Linked DNA regions of Sus scrofa: all the other regions are linked to region 1. The links are chromatin contacts, called in public Hi-C and HiChIP or PLAC-seq maps. All regions are on one chromosome and are shown on one strand. The core of a region is the stretch at or near the end of the contact, and the rest is flanking DNA. Distances in the headings are between cores, read along the strand shown.

Region 1 (3,309 bases), core at 97-2,596:
CAGGCAAGAAAAGAGAAGTGCTTAGATATTTGAGAGACTCCTCATCTTAACTACCAAAGGAACAAACTCTCTGGTCTGCACAGTCTTCTCTAAGGAACTAAGGGAAAGCCCCTAAGTCAACAGTGCACTGGTTGGTGATGCACCCCACTCTCCCAACCCCCTTTAGCAGCTTCTAGCTTCACAGAACAAAACCTACTGAACCACCTTGGAAGGATGGTACACTGGACCTTGTCAGCTGCCTGCACCTCAGAAATTTCCAGGGTAAAACTGGAGGTGGGGTAGGAGGGTTGTTGGGCAGGCTTGCAAAGGTGATTTTAGAAGTGCAAACCTGGTGGGGAATTTTTCCTCAGACCACCTGGAGGGAAGTGGTTACAACTGACTACAAATTCTCCTGAAATGATCAAGTACATAGAGGGAAGGTGTTACATTGTTGAGAAACATGGCTGCTTTGCTTTCTTCTGGGGAGCCCTAGAGACTTTTATATCAATCCCTGATCTCTCCCAGCCTTAGGTACAGAGGATGAGATCAGGCCAGTGAAGAAAGGCACTCCCCTTGCGATCTTCCAGGTAGCCACCAGTTTCCCACTGAGTGTATTTTTTGCAATTTAAGATAATGGGAGATTTTCAATGAGATCAGCCTTGTGTGTGTAAAAAAAAACCATATAGCCTGTTTGGCCAAACTTAAAAGGTACCATGTTGTGGAAGTTACTGAGTTTTACATATTTTAACTGAAGGGGGCGGGGTGTTTGTATTAACAGAACAAAAGTGCAGTAATCTATACAATCAGTTATTTAAAGCCATTACAAGTACCATTACAGCAGGAGAGAAGGAAGAAAATATCTAAAATATATAAAATTACTTTAAAAACTCATTCTAGAAAAGGAAATGCCAGAGGAGGAAGATAAGGAGTCTTAATTAACAAAAAAATTCATCTATTTCTCTCCTTCAAAACGAGACACTCTTCAAGGCAATTTGCTTGGAGAGCAGTTTAGCACCATAAATCTGGGATTTTTTTTATGTGTGTGTTTGCTCCGCAAGAGGCTTAAGAAAAACACAGCAACCAAACCACCCAAGCCAGCCCTGGAGGGAAAAAGAAGACCTAATCACCCGTGATGGCGATTACATAATAGAGACTCACACACAAACCCCAAGAGTCTCAAAAGAGTCAGCCTTTGGCTTCCTGTCATAAAACATGCCTTTTTTTCCTTTGGGAGGATCACTAAAAATGCTTCTTAAAGACCAAGTGGATGTCTTTGGTAGAAATAGAGGTCACTTAGTAATGATTTATAGGTGCACCCCCAGCCAAAATAAAGCATGTATTGATATCTAAAGTGCATCTGCATTTAGTGCAGCAAAAGCACATACTCTGTTTCTAATCGGTGCCCTGAAGATGCTCCCCCAGGAGGAAAAGGCCTGGCTTGGAGAGCCGCCCCTCCCGAGGCCCACAACCCGGGCCCTTCCTTAGGCAGCCAGAGTGCTCCTCTCTTAGATAATGCCAGGTACTCTGGAAAGTAGCCTTGTAATAATACACAAACCCCTGATGATGTCAGCGTGTTATTGACTTTCCAAGTCTGAATGACTGAGCAGAGAAGCGGGGGTGGGGCGCGATCCATCCGGCAGCGCGGGGACCGGCCAAGCGAAAATGAGCTCGCGGGCTGGACTGGGGGAGGGGCGGCAGCGGCTCAGCGCTCAGGCTCTCTGGCTCCGCAGCGGCGTCGGGGTCTCTGCAGCCCAGCCCCATCGTGGCTCCCAACTCTAGTTCCTTCACTATTTATGTTTGGTCAAACACCCCTCTGGCAAAAATTACTCAGGCCGCAATCCCCTGCCCCTACCCCTACCCCAAGCTTTAGTCACGTGGCCGAGCCTGATTACCAAGCGAGGAGCAGAGGGCAAGAAAGAAGATTCCTGCCCCCTCCCCCACTCTGTACTGGAGCCTTCCTCCCCCGCTGCAGTGAATTCGCAGATTCGAGGGTCGCCAGCTGCGGAGTATTTCCCTCTACCGGATACCCCCTTGGAAACTGCACCTCAGCGATGGTGACATTTTATAGGACATGTCTGGCTTCCTTTATGGCGCTGGAATTGCAGGTGTAGGGTGGTAGGTTCCCGCTTTCACCCTGCAAATTGACCAAAGGGCGGTCTGTAATCTTCAAGGCTAGGTGTGAATCGGGCAAGGTTGCCCTTAAATGGAATTGCGTTCAGAGGCTGAGATCTGGAGAGGAGCACTCCCAGCTGGGGCGTGGCCTTCCCCACTGGGCCTAGGCCTTCTTTTCTGGCCCCGCAGCTTCTGCCTGCTCTCCTTCCCCCGCATCCCCTCGCCCACCTGCCTTAGCAGGCGCAACTCTGGGACTAGGCACCCAGACCTCTACCCGCTGGCGCAGCTCCCTTCCTCCCTCTCCTAGACCTGTTGAAACCTTCCTAGACAGCCCAGGGACGACGCAGAATTTCAGCCTTAAATCCCAGGGACGGACTGATCCTCCTCGGAACTCCTGCCACCCTCTCCTCCGCCCCCTACACACAAACCCAAGGAGTTCTTTGTGGGAGCCCCCTGCGGGGCACACCGCACACTGGCTGTGCGCTGCCTGATTCCCAGTCCTGTTCTGACCCTTATTAGCTGTTTAAGTATGGACAGAGTGCTTAACCTCTCTGTATCCCTCATCTGTAAAAACGGGGTAGCTGTAATCCCTACAGTCACTGTTTTGAGGATTAAATGAAAGCTGGATTTCGTAAGGGACACCCGCCTTCAAATATTCCAGTTTTTGCCCTCAGTAGTGTTACTTGTCAGGCCAGAGTCGCTGTGATGGTTCTGAAAAAGCGGTCGGCTTAAGTGCTGGCCCTGTACCCCCTACTCACTCTCCCCGCTTTGTGGAGCCCGGTGCCTCCCTGATCTCTCTCTCCCCCGCTCCCTCTCTCCCCGTCTCCCCCTCTCCCTCTCTCTCTCTCTCCCTCTCTCCCCCTCCCTTTCTCCCCCCTCTCCTCTCGCTGGTCTCACATATCCCTGAGAAGAGCTCTCTTGCTGCCTTTACTACTGGTGCAAGTGGGGGCAGGGCAAGGAATGTGCCTCTGACCTAAACTGGATTATTCCCAGCCCTTTCCCAAATCCTCTCCTCCCCCACTTCGCCACGTGGGATTGGTCCAGAAGTGAAGAGCTGACACTTTTAGTCCAATAAGAAGTCTTAGAGAATTTTGAAACTGGAAGTGAAAAAAATTTCTCCTCAGGCCTAAAGCTGCAAGATGTTATTCAGTTAGGAACCTTCTCTATGACCGTGTTTCCCGTCAGGTGGAGGAAAGGCCAATCTGAAGAGAGAGATAG
Region 2 (3,293 bases), core at 196-2,695, 300 kb before region 1:
CATGTATGTATGCACATACACAGTATATATATATATAAATACATACCTGTAAACAGGACCCTCAGGTCACGACTGCCATATAGAGGGACCCTGGATCTGAGGGTTGCCTCTGCTCTGATGCAACAAGGCGGGGTGGGTATCTAAAGCATTAAGGTTTTTTTGGTTTGTTTGTTTGTTTTGCTGCAGCATGTGGAAGTACTCATGCTAGGGATGGAACCCAGGCCACAGCAGTGGCCTGAGGCACAGCAGTGACAGAACTGGATCCTTAACCCACTGAGTCACAAGGGAACGCCAGCATTAGGGTTTTATAGAGCTATGGGAGCAAAGTTGCCATCTTTTTCCAATGTAAGAGGTATCTTTTATGCAACTGTGTCATTCAGCTAGGCCTGCATAAACCCTGTGGCTTGTCCTCCAGTGGAGGGAGTAAACTTTGCAAAAGGAAAGCTCTCCCATGGACAGACAGACAGACATTGCTCTCAGAACATTCTCAGAGAAATGTACGCCCTGTGCTTTCTTCAGTCCCACACGATGGGTAAGAGCAAGTGCCCACTAAGAAAAATAACCTCAAGTTCAGGACAGGACCCTCATTCTGTTTTTGAACATTCCATATCAGTATTCTTTGAACAGACAAACCCAACTCCAAATATTATTAAAAATTCTAAGTGAATTTTTAATTTTTCTTTCTTTCAGCTACTTCTTTCTTCTTTCAGCCACTCTTCACAGGCACATGCTCACATACTCATGCATGCAAACGTACACTCACACACACACACACACACACACACGTGCATACGCACAGCCCATGGGACCAGCATGTGGTAAAAAGCAAGATTTTTATTCTAAGGAGGGCAGGCTGACCTTTCAGAGTTCATCCCAACAAAAATGTGCAGCCTCTTATCTCTCTAGAATGGGATTCAGTGTTCAACGGCAATGAAAAATTGCCTAAAGACTCAGCTTCCCTCTCCTGCTGGGTCAAGGAGAAAGGAAGATGGGACAGTTCTTCCAGGAGAGGTTGGCACTGTGCCCACTTGGCACAGAAAGTAACCAGCCACCTCTCTGCCCACATCCTTTATTTTCAGAGACAGTCGGTTTTAGTTCTCTGCTAGAGGCTGAGACCTGGCCCAGAGCAGCCAGGAGAAGGGGACCTCCCATGTAGTCAGAATGTTTGGGGATGGGAAGTACACCATGAGAATTCATGCCACGGAGTCACATGAAGGAGACACCCTCAGTCCTTTGTTTTCCTGGCCTAGCTCATTTCTCCCTTTGAAATGGCATGCTGGGGCCACAGCCCAGTGGGTCAGGTATGGCAGAGGTCCCTGGCACCCAAGGAACAAAAGAGGTCTCTCTCTTACACAGCAACCATTGTCAAATCTTAGCACTGCCACTTCCCATCTCTGTGACCTGGGGCAAGTCACTGAACCTCTCAGTGTTTCATCTGCCTCCTCTACAAATGGGGACAGGAACAGTCCCTCCCTCATAGGATACCTAGAAAGACTGAATGAGGCAAATTTCTAAGGGCTGAGGAAAAGTGTCTAGGACACTATAAACACGCATGAGTGTTAGCGATGATTATCCCACCTGACTTCCCTTTGACCTGCTCTTGGACTTGGAGGGAAGAACAAAGGAGAACCAGGCTACCACAATCATTTTCCCACCCTTGGGCCCCGGTAGTGGCAGATCGGGGGGGTGGGGGTGGGGGTGGGGGCTGACACTGCCTGCAAATCTCACCCCTACTGCCTCTGTGTTTGCTTCTCTGGAGTGAATAGAAGCAGAGCTGTTGGCTGCTTCGGCTGAAAGGCACAGACATCCTCATTACTCTGAAATAATCTAATTAAGAGAGTCTATGAAAGGAGGCATGGGCGCTGAGGAAGAACCTGGTCTGCTTACTGAATACAGGAGTTCAGGCTCTGGAAACGTTTTGAATGGAATGCTGAGCTTTATTATTAACAACATGAGGGAGAAAATAGAACCACTGAGACATTTTTCTTCATCGTTGAGTTCCTACTGCCTATAAAAAAAAAAAAAAAAAAGAGCCCACTCCTCAGGGAGATACAGTAATGCTGGGCTGCCCATTTGCCATGTGCCATGACTGCAGGAGAACTGACCAGGGCACCAGAGATGTGTGGATCTGAAAATGCTATGAAATAGGTGTTCCTATCACTCAAACTAAAGGTTCTAGTCTAGAGAAGAGTGTACTAAGACTGGTTCTCTACCCTAAGCATGTATTTCCCAAATCAAAATTCAAAGCCTCTTATGTCACAGAAGATTTTTGTACAGCAGCTTCTGGGACTGCCCTTAGGCAATCTTTAAGATAGCAGTTTGAATGCCAAAATACTGGCCTTTGGGACTATCAGGGAAAATGGCAGAATATTTGACTAACCTGAAAAAGTCAGGCATTCTACCATACACGTTCATTTGTCAGGGAGGTAAAAGGCATCATTAGGAAAATATTGTTAAAATGGAAACCTACAGTTATCATTTATAAGGGTGATTCTTTTGTCCTTATCTGGATCTTCGTAGCAAAGCGAAACTAGAACTGAACGTTGAGTTTGATGGTGGCTCCCAGAGCACCAGGGGTCGTAGGTAGAATTGCCAGAGTCACAACTCGAAAGGGACAACAATCTGCATACCTAATTCTATTCTCTTTTTCATCCCAGCTCACCCAGAAGGACAGAGATGCCTTAAGCATTTGTGCTCTATTCAATAGGCCCCCAGGTTAGAAATGAGGGTGATATCCCCCTTGCCCCAACAGAGCTTTGCTTAGAAAGCCTATTCTTATGGCATAAGAATAGGTGGCTTTGGAGTTAGTCTGCATTCAAACCTCATAAAACTGAGTTAACCTCTCTGAGCCTCAGTTTTTGCATCAGTAAAATGGAAATAATACCCAGCACCTCAGTCACTGGAATTACTGTGGGGAGATAAATAAAGAACCTGGCTCATGCTAAGAATTCAATGCCATTATGTGTTGTTCCTGGAAAAGAAAAACAAGAAGGGGTGGCACTTATCAGCATGTCAAAATCAACTGTGTGCAATTAATAGTCTTCTAGTCCTCTCCTGGGAACTTTGAGAAGCATAAAGATATTAAGCATAATTCCTAAAATTAAGTAGCAGTTATATCTTAAAATAGAAAATACAGAAATACAATGTTTTAAAATAAGTTAAAATAGGCTGGTTTTCAATGAGACAGCCACTCCTCTCTTGATCTGGGTATAGCCACTCCTCCCTTGATCTGGGTCTGCCGGTCTATTAACAAACTAAAAATCACACCCCACGTGGAGTCTGAACTCAAGGTC
Region 3 (3,190 bases), core at 198-2,697, 500 kb before region 1:
TGGATTGAACCCACGTCATAGCAGTGACCTGAGCCATAGCAGTGACAACACGGGACCTATGACCCACTGAGCCAGTAGGGAACTCCTAAATGCACCAGCTTTTTAAATTGATATAGAAAACGAAATCAACCGACCAGAAAAAAAACTATGAACATATTAACACAAAGCATCTGGTGATGATGCGGTGATGCTTACTACCGTCATAACTGATTTTTTATTCTCATATTTTCTTATCTTTAAATTACTTGGATAACAAATTTCATATTTTTTGCCATAGTTGTGAATATTTGAACATGAAATTTTTGTCCCTGTAATTGTGATTCTTTGAAAATGATGTCAAAAACCAAAATATTTTTTTTCCCATTCCAACAGTCTCAAACCATTTTCCACTTCTCTCCCACATTTCCTCTTCCTTCTCTCATGCTTCTGCACTTTTCCTTTAGTAGGTTCAGAATTTCTGTCAGAGGTTAGTAACAATCATCTATGTCCAGCATAAGAAACAACCCTGCCATGATGAAGGGCAGATCCAGGTTATAGTGCCTGATAAATTTGCTTGCTGCGGCCCCACCCAATTTAACAGACTTTCCTCTAATCTCCATGTAACTCTGTATGCCTTTCTACATTATTCCCATTAGCAATGCTCTCTGACTCAGTCTCCAACTTGGTTGTGTGCCTTAACTGGAGGCACTGCAGCTCAGTTAAAACACAGATCTTTATCTGGTTCTGCATCATGGATTATAATAGTTATGGTTATCAAACTAACATGACTTTTAAGACCCCAAAAGGTATGCTGGCAATCCACAAATATCTCTCGGATACAGAAGGCAAAATTAGGAGAAAATATAGGATGTGGAAAAGACCATAAGAGAAAAGCATGAGCAAAATAATTAAAACAATAACAATTTGGGGTAACAGCCAAAAACTTAAGTGGAAGAGGGGAGGTATTTTTGACCCCCTAACTAATATATTAAAATGTGTCATTTCACATACTCACACTGCATACATGATTTGGCTTTCTCTTTCTCAGCCCCAGCAACAGCCAGGAATATTTTGTTGACAGTTTTTACTGTCATAAATTTGGTTCGCTGATCCAATTTTTCTTTATAAGGAGAAAAGAGAAAACTTAAAGATCTTTTCTCAAGTGAGATTCTCTTTCTCCTGGGGTTTTCATTGATTTATAATTGCATTGATACTTCATATTTCTTTTAAAACACTATGTTCTAATGCTCAGTCTGGCAGAGGCTTTCCTTTGTATTTGACATGATGTCCACCAAATCTTCCTTTACAAAGAGAGCTTAGGGTTCTGGAAAAATCAATAGGCATTTAGCTACTAGGGAGACAGAAAGATGGAGCAATGTACATGGTGGCCACTAGCAACTGTTGGGATAAGAATTTCTCAAAAGGCTGAAATGAAGCCAAAAGTCTTCAAGTTGTGGAATGTAAGCAGTTACATAACCACTTTTTGGGTTAATTATTCAGGCTTTCTGCCCATCTTCCCTTTAGATGAGCTGCTCCTGGGTGGGAAGCACTGTAATTTCAATGTGACAATTGCCATCTCAATGACCATCATTTTCTGTCTGAAAGGGAATGGCCTTTCAAAGAAGACATATTTAAGTTGCTAAATAACAAACCTTTGGCCTCTATGATTCACACTGCTTTGCCATCAGTTTTAGACAGTGTTCAATTATACATCAAGGCAAAGACAGGTCTTCCATTTCAGGTCCGTCCTGTCAAAAGCCTGGTTCCCCATAATTTATAGTGGGTATTCCATTGCAATGATTCTGCTAGCTGCCTTCTCCCTTACTCTGCCTGAAAGTCAAATTATCTGCTCAAAAGTCAATGAAAGGTCCCAAGCTGCTAAGGCAGCTAAACAAATCTGCTAACAACAATAGTCATCAGAGGAGAAATACAGAAGAAATTAACTGTGTTCCTCAATAGGCATTCTGGGAAACAGCATTCAACATCAAAGCCCAGCTCTTAAATGCATCCTATCATGGGCTGGACAGATCCTGCTCTCTGACAGGGGTGGATGGCTCAGCTGTGAACAGATGGCATTCTCCCCACCAACACTCTACCCCACAGCCCCTAAGAGTAAGGTTCCACAATGGTCAAGGCTATTGTCTAACAAGTTTCCATTCATCGTGAAGGCAAGGACCTGAATCTTACTTGGAAAATGTTTTGTGATTAAGGCTTTCAAGCAGCAAACTTAACATCAACAGTCCCCTGTGGGAAATAGCCTGACTTAAAATAAAATTGACCAAGCAGAAAGTTATAAATAATATTATTTTAACAGGGTTTTGAGGTACAGCCAAATATTTGGGAATGTTCTCAGTCTAAACAAAGCCAGCATATTTCTCATTTTTTTCCAACCTCATGACTGAGACAAGAGATAAATGGAAAAGGAAAAAAGCCCACAGTTGCGAAATGTAAATTCAAAAGAAAAATCAATCTGGACAGTCATAAAAACCAGGTGGCAGGCAAAAATTGGACTCATTTATGAAGAAATGCACAACATTCTCTAAAACAGGCAATAACTAAGGTACAGTGAAAAGAGCAAAGAATTTGAAGGCAAAAAACAGTTCAGACCATTTAGTCCATCACTCATAAAATGTGTGCATCTGGGTACATTTCTTAGCTTCTTTGCTTCTCTGGGCCTCACATTCCTCATATAGAAAATGGCAAAGATAGCACTTATCTCAGAGTTGTTACAGGGATTTAGAGTTCAGGAATGGAAGCGCCCAGCACAGCAATCAGGATGCAAAGGATTGTCAAATTTCCACTGTCTCCCACCACTTCCCAAGCCTCCCATCCCACCCACCCCCAAACACACAGGAAATGTTGACGATGCCTTGGATTTAAATATATTAGAGGTGGTTGTGTCATACTAAAGAAAATGCAATTGGACTAGAAATCTAATGAAATTAGTCTGTGACTGATTTTGCAACTAGTATTAGCTTCAAGAAATGGCCTCACTTCTCTGGGCTCGCTTGCCTTTAAAGTGAGGTCTTTGGAGTAGATAATCTATAAGAAATCTTCCAGTTTTTGCATTCAATGATTTACAGGAATTTATGCCTATGTGAACCAAGAGTTTTTGTTTTGTCTTCCTTGTTTTCACCATTTCTTGATGTGTTGTTTCAAAATGAGCTTTAGTATAGCTAGTATTTGGATTTTTCTTTGGTATGTGGAGATC
Region 4 (3,027 bases), core at 236-2,735, 330 kb before region 1:
GCTGCCATCCTCAGCACCTCCCTTTATCTTTGAGAGTCTCAGTTGCATTGACAAAGGGACAGTGACAGTTAATTAGAGGAAAAGTTAATTAGAATCTAGATCTTCTAAAATTTCTCCCTACCTTCAGCATTCCTCAAGTTCCTAAAAGTGCTGCTTAGAGGAAAAGGCTTGCACTGAGGCAGAACTTTGTGGCTGTGAAAGTAATCCCAAGATGATACACAGAGAAGGAAGTGACTTGTAATTACAGGAACACTTGGTATTTTTGTTTACAATGTTTTGCCATTTGGAGGTGACTCTAGATGTTAGGTACAAAAGGTCCTCAGAGCTGCCTGATTATTCATCTGCCTCAGTGAAAAAGACACAAAGCTGGGTAAGAGAACAAGGCTAAGTAAATCTCCCTTCTGCACCTAAGGACCAATTTCAGCAGCCAATGGTGCCTTTAATTTAAGCCACAGCTCTTTTTAACCCAAGGTTTTCTTTAAAAGCTCTCTCCTATGAGCAAATTGACATTTGATGCACAAAGGCAAGTGTGATGAATGACATGCAAGAAAGACCACTGTAGATTTTTTTGGTTTTGGTTTTGATTTTTCAGTTTTCTTTCTAAATATGTGTAAGGAAAATATGGCCACATATATAATCCCCTGAAGGGCTCTTTCTTTTGCACTTGAACAATTAATGCAACCACTTACGAAAGAATAGACGATGCATCCCTAGGCATCCATTTTGTCACATCCTGGAGCCAAAATTCATATCAGAATAGATAGAAGGAAAAAGAATAGCTATAGCATAAGCACATACAATGGGTAGGGGAATCTAATTAATATGGATCTTTCATGAAATAAAATGAGCTTAACTTCTGGAATCAGACAAATCTTGGGTCTAATCTGCACTTCAAACTTACAGCTGAAGGTCTCTGAAGTGCACTTTCCTCATCTCTAAAATGAGAGTAATAATACCTGCTGCTTATGGTCATTGTGGGGACAAAAGGAGTTTATGTGCAGAAAGCTTAGCCCAATGTTTTGCCCTCAGTATGCATTCTATGAAAAAGAATTGTGCTGGCAGAGACTTACAAGGCTTTTCCCTAAACAAGGTTAATATTGGGGTGTGAAGGGTAGAAATAATAGTGGTTGCCACGAAACCAGCTACCACATAGCCAGACTTATTTGCCTGTCTCTCCCTATAGTAAAATTTTGTTCTGGCACCAAACAAAATGAATTGTTGTATACTGAGATGAGTGCAAATCCAGCATCTATTATTGGTATCTTTCTTAATGTTTTCAACACCATTTAAAAAAAAAAAAAAAAAAAAAAAAAAGCAGACCAACCAGCCAGTTGGAGACCATTCAACACTAAATAAACATTTGGAATGGGGCCATGCCTTTTGCAAAATTACAATCTGCTTAAAATAGATGGCCTCGGAGGTCGGTTTCAAATATACGCTATTGGATGTCCATGTTTGTTTACTTCTGTCCAAAGGCAACTTGGGGGCAAGCAACTCAGACAGCTGCTTTGGGAATTAGACAAACACTGCTGTTCCTTGAACAAGATGTGCTGCACCACTAATTCTATTTTAAAAAGGCCTCCATTTACCATTGTCGGAGAAGGTAAGGGCCTCCAAACAAGGCTTACAAATGCCATTTAGGGTGGGAAATGGAAATGGAGGTAAGAGGAGGGCTCTGCTTGCATTTATGATCTGGTCTTTTGGATTTCTAATTGAACCTATCCCTGGAAAGATTTCTTGATTTTCCAATAGATAGATAAGATAGAGATAGATAGATAGATAGACAGACAGAGAGACCAATCAACCAACTGGCCTAAAACCTTTTTGAAATGCTAAATACCTTTCAAAAGTTGAATAGTTTTCATAAAGTACTATTTAGGTCAAATAAATCAGGAAAATGTGGACTAAATACTTCCATTTAATTAATGCACATGTTGAAAATAAATGTGTTTTGGCAAAACTTTCTTGGATTTCCAAAATATAAAAACACTTAAAAATTAGTTATAGATGTTAGATATCCATCCCTTTTCATCTCAAATAAAACAACAATAATAATAATGGTATCAGATACACTTCTATGAGCGGAAAAAAAAAAAACATTTTTAAATTGCCAACAGCAGAATTTCCAGACATTAAAGGACTAGTAATTTGACCACTGAAACATTTTATAAAAATCATTAACATCAGCTATATTCTATAAACTATTCTCAAATTTTCCATTGATCCATCTTAAAATAAGGAAGAAAAGATCTGACTCTAGCAGGTAAGAATTTCCATTTTCCAGTACTTTCAGAATATTTTATTTGAGGACAAATACCAATTCTTCTGAGAAGTCTGCTTTGACTACCTTAGCCTACACTGATTTTCTGCTTTACTGAATTTTTATAGACTATAAGTCAGTCCACTTCATTCGGGAGCTAATTATCCACAGCTTATGCTTTTGCTCGATTGTTTCACATGTATTTGTTTTGTTTCCCAGCTAGATGATAAGCATTCTGAAAACAGTGAACATACCTTATATTTGTTCTGTACCTACTGGACCCCTGTTCAGTGCTGAGTACATAGAAAGTCTTTAGTAAATACTCACTGAATGAAAAAAAATTTTTGTGATTGCCACAGTTTGAAGTGGAGTGTTTCTTATGTGAACTATTACTTCATTTAATGCTATTCAGCATGTAGGTATATTAAAAGTCACGTGGTTGTACATTAGTGTTATCTGAGATGTTTTTAAAACATTCTTATGCCCCATGCTAGATGCTAGATTTAAAAAGAGAGGGGAAAGAATCATGCCCTTGCCGTCAAGGAGATTACAAATCTAGGGCCAAAGGCATAGATAGCAGATCATAGTAAATAAATATGATTAATAAATACTTCAGATATACAGGTTATACTTTAATTCATCATTTTGTAGCCTCTTCAGTTACCATTAATTTCTGAGGATATACTATAGCGATGTTGATTTGACCTGTGTACTCCCCAAGCCTTCTCTAATAACTTACTTCCCAACCATTCTCTAATGGGGTTATT
Region 5 (2,940 bases), core at 123-2,622, 280 kb before region 1:
GAGAGTCACACAAAAGTCAGGCAAATATCCCAAATGTTGTTTTGAACACTGGCCTTAAAAAAAAAAAATGAGCAGAAGTTGATGCACAAGACTGTGCAGGAAAAATGTGCACAGTCATATCTTTAAAGGCACTTGGATCACAGTCCTTTTCTGCAGTTCTTCTCTCTCTTTCAAATGAACTCCATAGACAGATTAGCAGTTTCTAAATGTTTACCATGGTTTCTGGGGTAGCCATGAGCTCTCTCCTTCCATACAGATTTTTAATTAAAAAATTATAAATGTGTAGCCATATCTTGATCAAATTAAAAGGCAGTGGTAAGAAGACAGCCTGCTCTCTTAGTACTCCCTATCCTGGTGTTGATTTCCAGGCTGGCATGAGGTGATGCTGTTTCCAAAATAGTCTTTATCCCCCCCTCTAAGGCTGCAGCCCTCTAAGAAGTCTGAACCCCAGAATCTCAGAAGTAAACAGTGACCTCTAAAGTATTTGTTTACATTCTATTAAAATGTCATGTAGCCACATTTTTCTGACCTGATATAGCTTTAAGCCAAGGAAAATTTCCAGAGGATGAAATTCACAGCAATGATATAACATGTGGCATCTTAATAAATGGGAAATTGTACAGACCAGAGAACATCGATCATCAAGGCAAGTTTGAAAATAATAGAAATATTATACAGAGCACAGGTCAAATATCAGAATCAAGCAACTCAAATCAGAATGAAAATGTCTACAAAGCAACAGAGAGTACAATTATTTTTAAACTAGGGAAACAGGAATAGATTCTTTTAAGAACAGGCAGGGGAGGAAAAGATGACAGAAAACAAGAGCTTAAGTTCTCTTTGGGTTCCTCTGAGTTGTAAAAGCTCCCTAGCCAATCATACCAGGTGAGACCAGATCTTCCAGGGTACCAAGCAGAGAGGAAAACAGGACCCCAGCTTTGCCTCTGTCCTTCAACTTTCACCCAACATTGTACCCTCCCTCCATCTGGTTGACTTGTAGTACCATGAAGAACACACGTGTCTCTTTCCAAACAACTCCAAATTTGAATCTCATTTTCACTGACACCCATATGTAAATTAGAGGTTACTAGAACATCTTCTATCTTCTCTCACAGCACTGAAATTTATATCACCACCCCCCAAAAAGGCCCTTGGTCCTACATAGTCCTTGATATTGACCTTTCTTCTTGGAATGAATGAGAGGAAAAATCAGAGCACTCTCTAGAGATGGGAGTTTGTGCGATCAAAGTATTGCTGGGAATACAGTAGAAAACAAAAGAATGCACTTACTTCATTCAGCCTTAGGGTTAAAGAAGGCTTCTTGGAAGTGGGGCCATTTGAGCTATTTACATTCCATGCGAACCACAAAGCCTGCCTTTTAGAAGTACTTTGCTCTTGGACTTAAAGAGGAGAGCAATGAGAAAGATGACTTCATACTTTCCCCTATGAAAAAAAAGGAAGAAAAAAAAAACAGTAACAACAAAATTATCACAGACATCAAAGAGTTTCCTGGTGACATAACCCTTAACTATGTATGCTAGTAGCTTACTCAACAGTTCAAGAATATGGAAAAAAAAATTAAGACATCAAATATGGCAGGAAACACAGATTAAGAATTTAGCTATGTTTGTAGGTTTACTGTGAAAGAAAGGGAGATTCTTTTCCTACCTCCATCTCAAGGGGAGAGTGAGGATTTGTAATCTAGATGTTACCCCAAGGAAGAGAACTTAAGTTTAGGCTCCCAAAGTAAACAGCTGGATTGTTCAAGACAGGAAAAGCACAGAAGTTTCTAAAAAATAATAATAATAATAAAGACTGTCTGGGTGTACCTAATGCCCATGCAATAGGAACTGCTAATAACATGAAGTCTAGGCTTGATTTAGGACGGATCAAAGATACAGTAGCCAAGCTGGACGTGTACCCTGTGCCACCAAATCCATGTGCTTCAAAGAGCAACTTCAGCAGTCAGACCAGAGGCTCTTCCTAGAATTTTCTGGAAGGTATAAGACCCCCAATTTCCTTGAATGACCAAAGGAAGTTGCAGAACAAAAATAGATGCGATTAAACTCTTAACAATCTTGCAAAAACAGGGGTTAGCAGGGAACAGAGCCAGATTTATCTGAACACAAAGAAATATAACACTTCCTGCTCCCAGAGTTGAGGAGCCAATTCATACTTTTTAGTTTGACCCAAGTTCTAAAACAAAATCAACCTTTTAAAAAACAAAACCAAGGTCTTTGTAAACTAACACAGTGAAACTCCATAGGCTGCAGAGTACCCACATTTATAACAAACACAGAAAATTACTGGAAAACCAGCTGAGCTTGATAAGTACACCCAATTTCTAACCTTCCCAGAGCTAGAAGAATGTCTGTCTCAAGCACTTTCAATTACTGGCCTGAGGTGACCCAAGGACTTCTTCCCACTAATAACCATTTGAAAAAGAGGGGGAAAAAATCCATATGCTGAAATTCCCTCCTTGGCCAATCAACCACTGAACCAGACAAATAAGAACCAAGCAGCTAATATTTAAACAGAACTAATGTTACATGACAAGGTTAAAACTCATGTTTTCTTTTGTATTGTTTTTCACAGAATATACTAACAATGTCTAAAGGTAATAAGAATTCTATAGAGACATTTCACTTTTCCAGATAGCAGGCATTCATTGGTTCTTGAATGTTTCATACTAGACAGAATTTCTGGCTTATTGTGGTTGAGATAAAGAAAAATATTTTAAATCAAAACAGAGGGGGTATTGCACAATGAATTTCAGTGAAATAAGAGCAAGCAAGCACATCTAAGTAGGTTTTGTTATGACATAGCATTCAAGGGATAGGAAAAATATATATAAAGAAAGTAAGCATCCAGTTGTTAAATCTAGAATTCTCAGCTGCCCTGTCCTGTAGTCAATTTGCCAAATGTCTTTTTTCTTCTCTA

What was found. Hi-C and Micro-C count contacts between places; a contact is called where the count stands out from the background. HiChIP or PLAC-seq counts read pairs in DNA pulled down with a chosen protein or histone mark.
Region 2: a Hi-C map of retroperitoneal adipose tissue shows a contact between it and region 1, with 2.1 times the contacts expected there. The contact joins two enhancer-like sites. A contact is called at or near these places in 4 of 47 Hi-C or Micro-C datasets (alveolar macrophages, blood, embryonic fibroblasts and 1 more) and 2 of 2 datasets of contacts at active chromatin or transcription factors (alveolar macrophages and skeletal muscle).
Region 3: a Hi-C map of embryonic fibroblasts shows a contact between it and region 1, with 2.2 times the contacts expected there. The contact joins two enhancer-like sites. A contact is called at or near these places in 6 of 47 Hi-C or Micro-C datasets (embryonic fibroblasts, fetal skeletal muscle, heart right ventricle and 2 more).
Region 4: an H3K27ac HiChIP or PLAC-seq map of skeletal muscle shows a contact between it and region 1. The contact joins two enhancer-like sites. A contact is called at or near these places in 6 of 47 Hi-C or Micro-C datasets (heart right ventricle, liver, psoas muscle and 1 more) and 2 of 2 datasets of contacts at active chromatin or transcription factors (alveolar macrophages and skeletal muscle).
Region 5: a contact with region 1 is called in a Hi-C map of embryonic fibroblasts, with 2.6 times the contacts expected there. The contact joins two enhancer-like sites. A contact is called at or near these places in 3 of 47 Hi-C or Micro-C datasets (alveolar macrophages, blood and embryonic fibroblasts).

The regions. Positions count from the first base shown.
Region 1 is chr13:115,622,793-115,626,101 of Sscrofa11.1, reverse strand. The region is part of intron 1 of LOC106505748 (a long non-coding RNA gene); the gene reads right to left. Among named protein-coding and RNA genes, the nearest start is that of TBL1XR1, 140 kb to the right of the region's middle. Within about 2 kb of position 1,346, at least 77 of the 83 cell types and tissues checked have an H3K27ac peak or open chromatin away from gene starts, as enhancers often do. A contact at or near this core is called in embryonic fibroblasts, retroperitoneal adipose tissue and skeletal muscle, where this site is marked.
Region 2 is chr13:115,923,158-115,926,450 of Sscrofa11.1, reverse strand. All of the region lies in intron 2 of LOC106505748 (a long non-coding RNA gene), which reads right to left. Among named protein-coding and RNA genes, the nearest start is that of TBL1XR1, 440 kb to the right of the region's middle. Within about 2 kb of position 1,445, at least 5 of the 83 cell types and tissues checked have an H3K27ac peak or open chromatin away from gene starts, as enhancers often do. A contact at or near this core is called in retroperitoneal adipose tissue, where this site is marked.
Region 3 is chr13:116,126,743-116,129,932 of Sscrofa11.1, reverse strand. All of the region lies in intron 4 of LOC106505748 (a long non-coding RNA gene), which reads right to left. Among named protein-coding and RNA genes, the nearest start is that of KCNMB2, 620 kb to the left of the region's middle. Within about 2 kb of position 1,447, at least 11 of the 83 cell types and tissues checked have an H3K27ac peak or open chromatin away from gene starts, as enhancers often do. A contact at or near this core is called in embryonic fibroblasts, where this site is marked.
Region 4 is chr13:115,953,664-115,956,690 of Sscrofa11.1, reverse strand. All of the region lies in intron 2 of LOC106505748 (a long non-coding RNA gene), which reads right to left. Among named protein-coding and RNA genes, the nearest start is that of TBL1XR1, 470 kb to the right of the region's middle. Within about 2 kb of position 1,485, at least 1 of the 83 cell types and tissues checked has an H3K27ac peak or open chromatin away from gene starts, as enhancers often do. A contact at or near this core is called in skeletal muscle, where this site is marked.
Region 5 is chr13:115,905,498-115,908,437 of Sscrofa11.1, reverse strand. It overlaps LOC106505748 (a long non-coding RNA gene), which reads right to left. Exons shown (of 8, transcript XR_002338112.1): 2 at 1,291-1,443. Among named protein-coding and RNA genes, the nearest start is that of TBL1XR1, 420 kb to the right of the region's middle. Within about 2 kb of position 1,372, at least 13 of the 83 cell types and tissues checked have an H3K27ac peak or open chromatin away from gene starts, as enhancers often do. A contact at or near this core is called in embryonic fibroblasts, where this site is marked.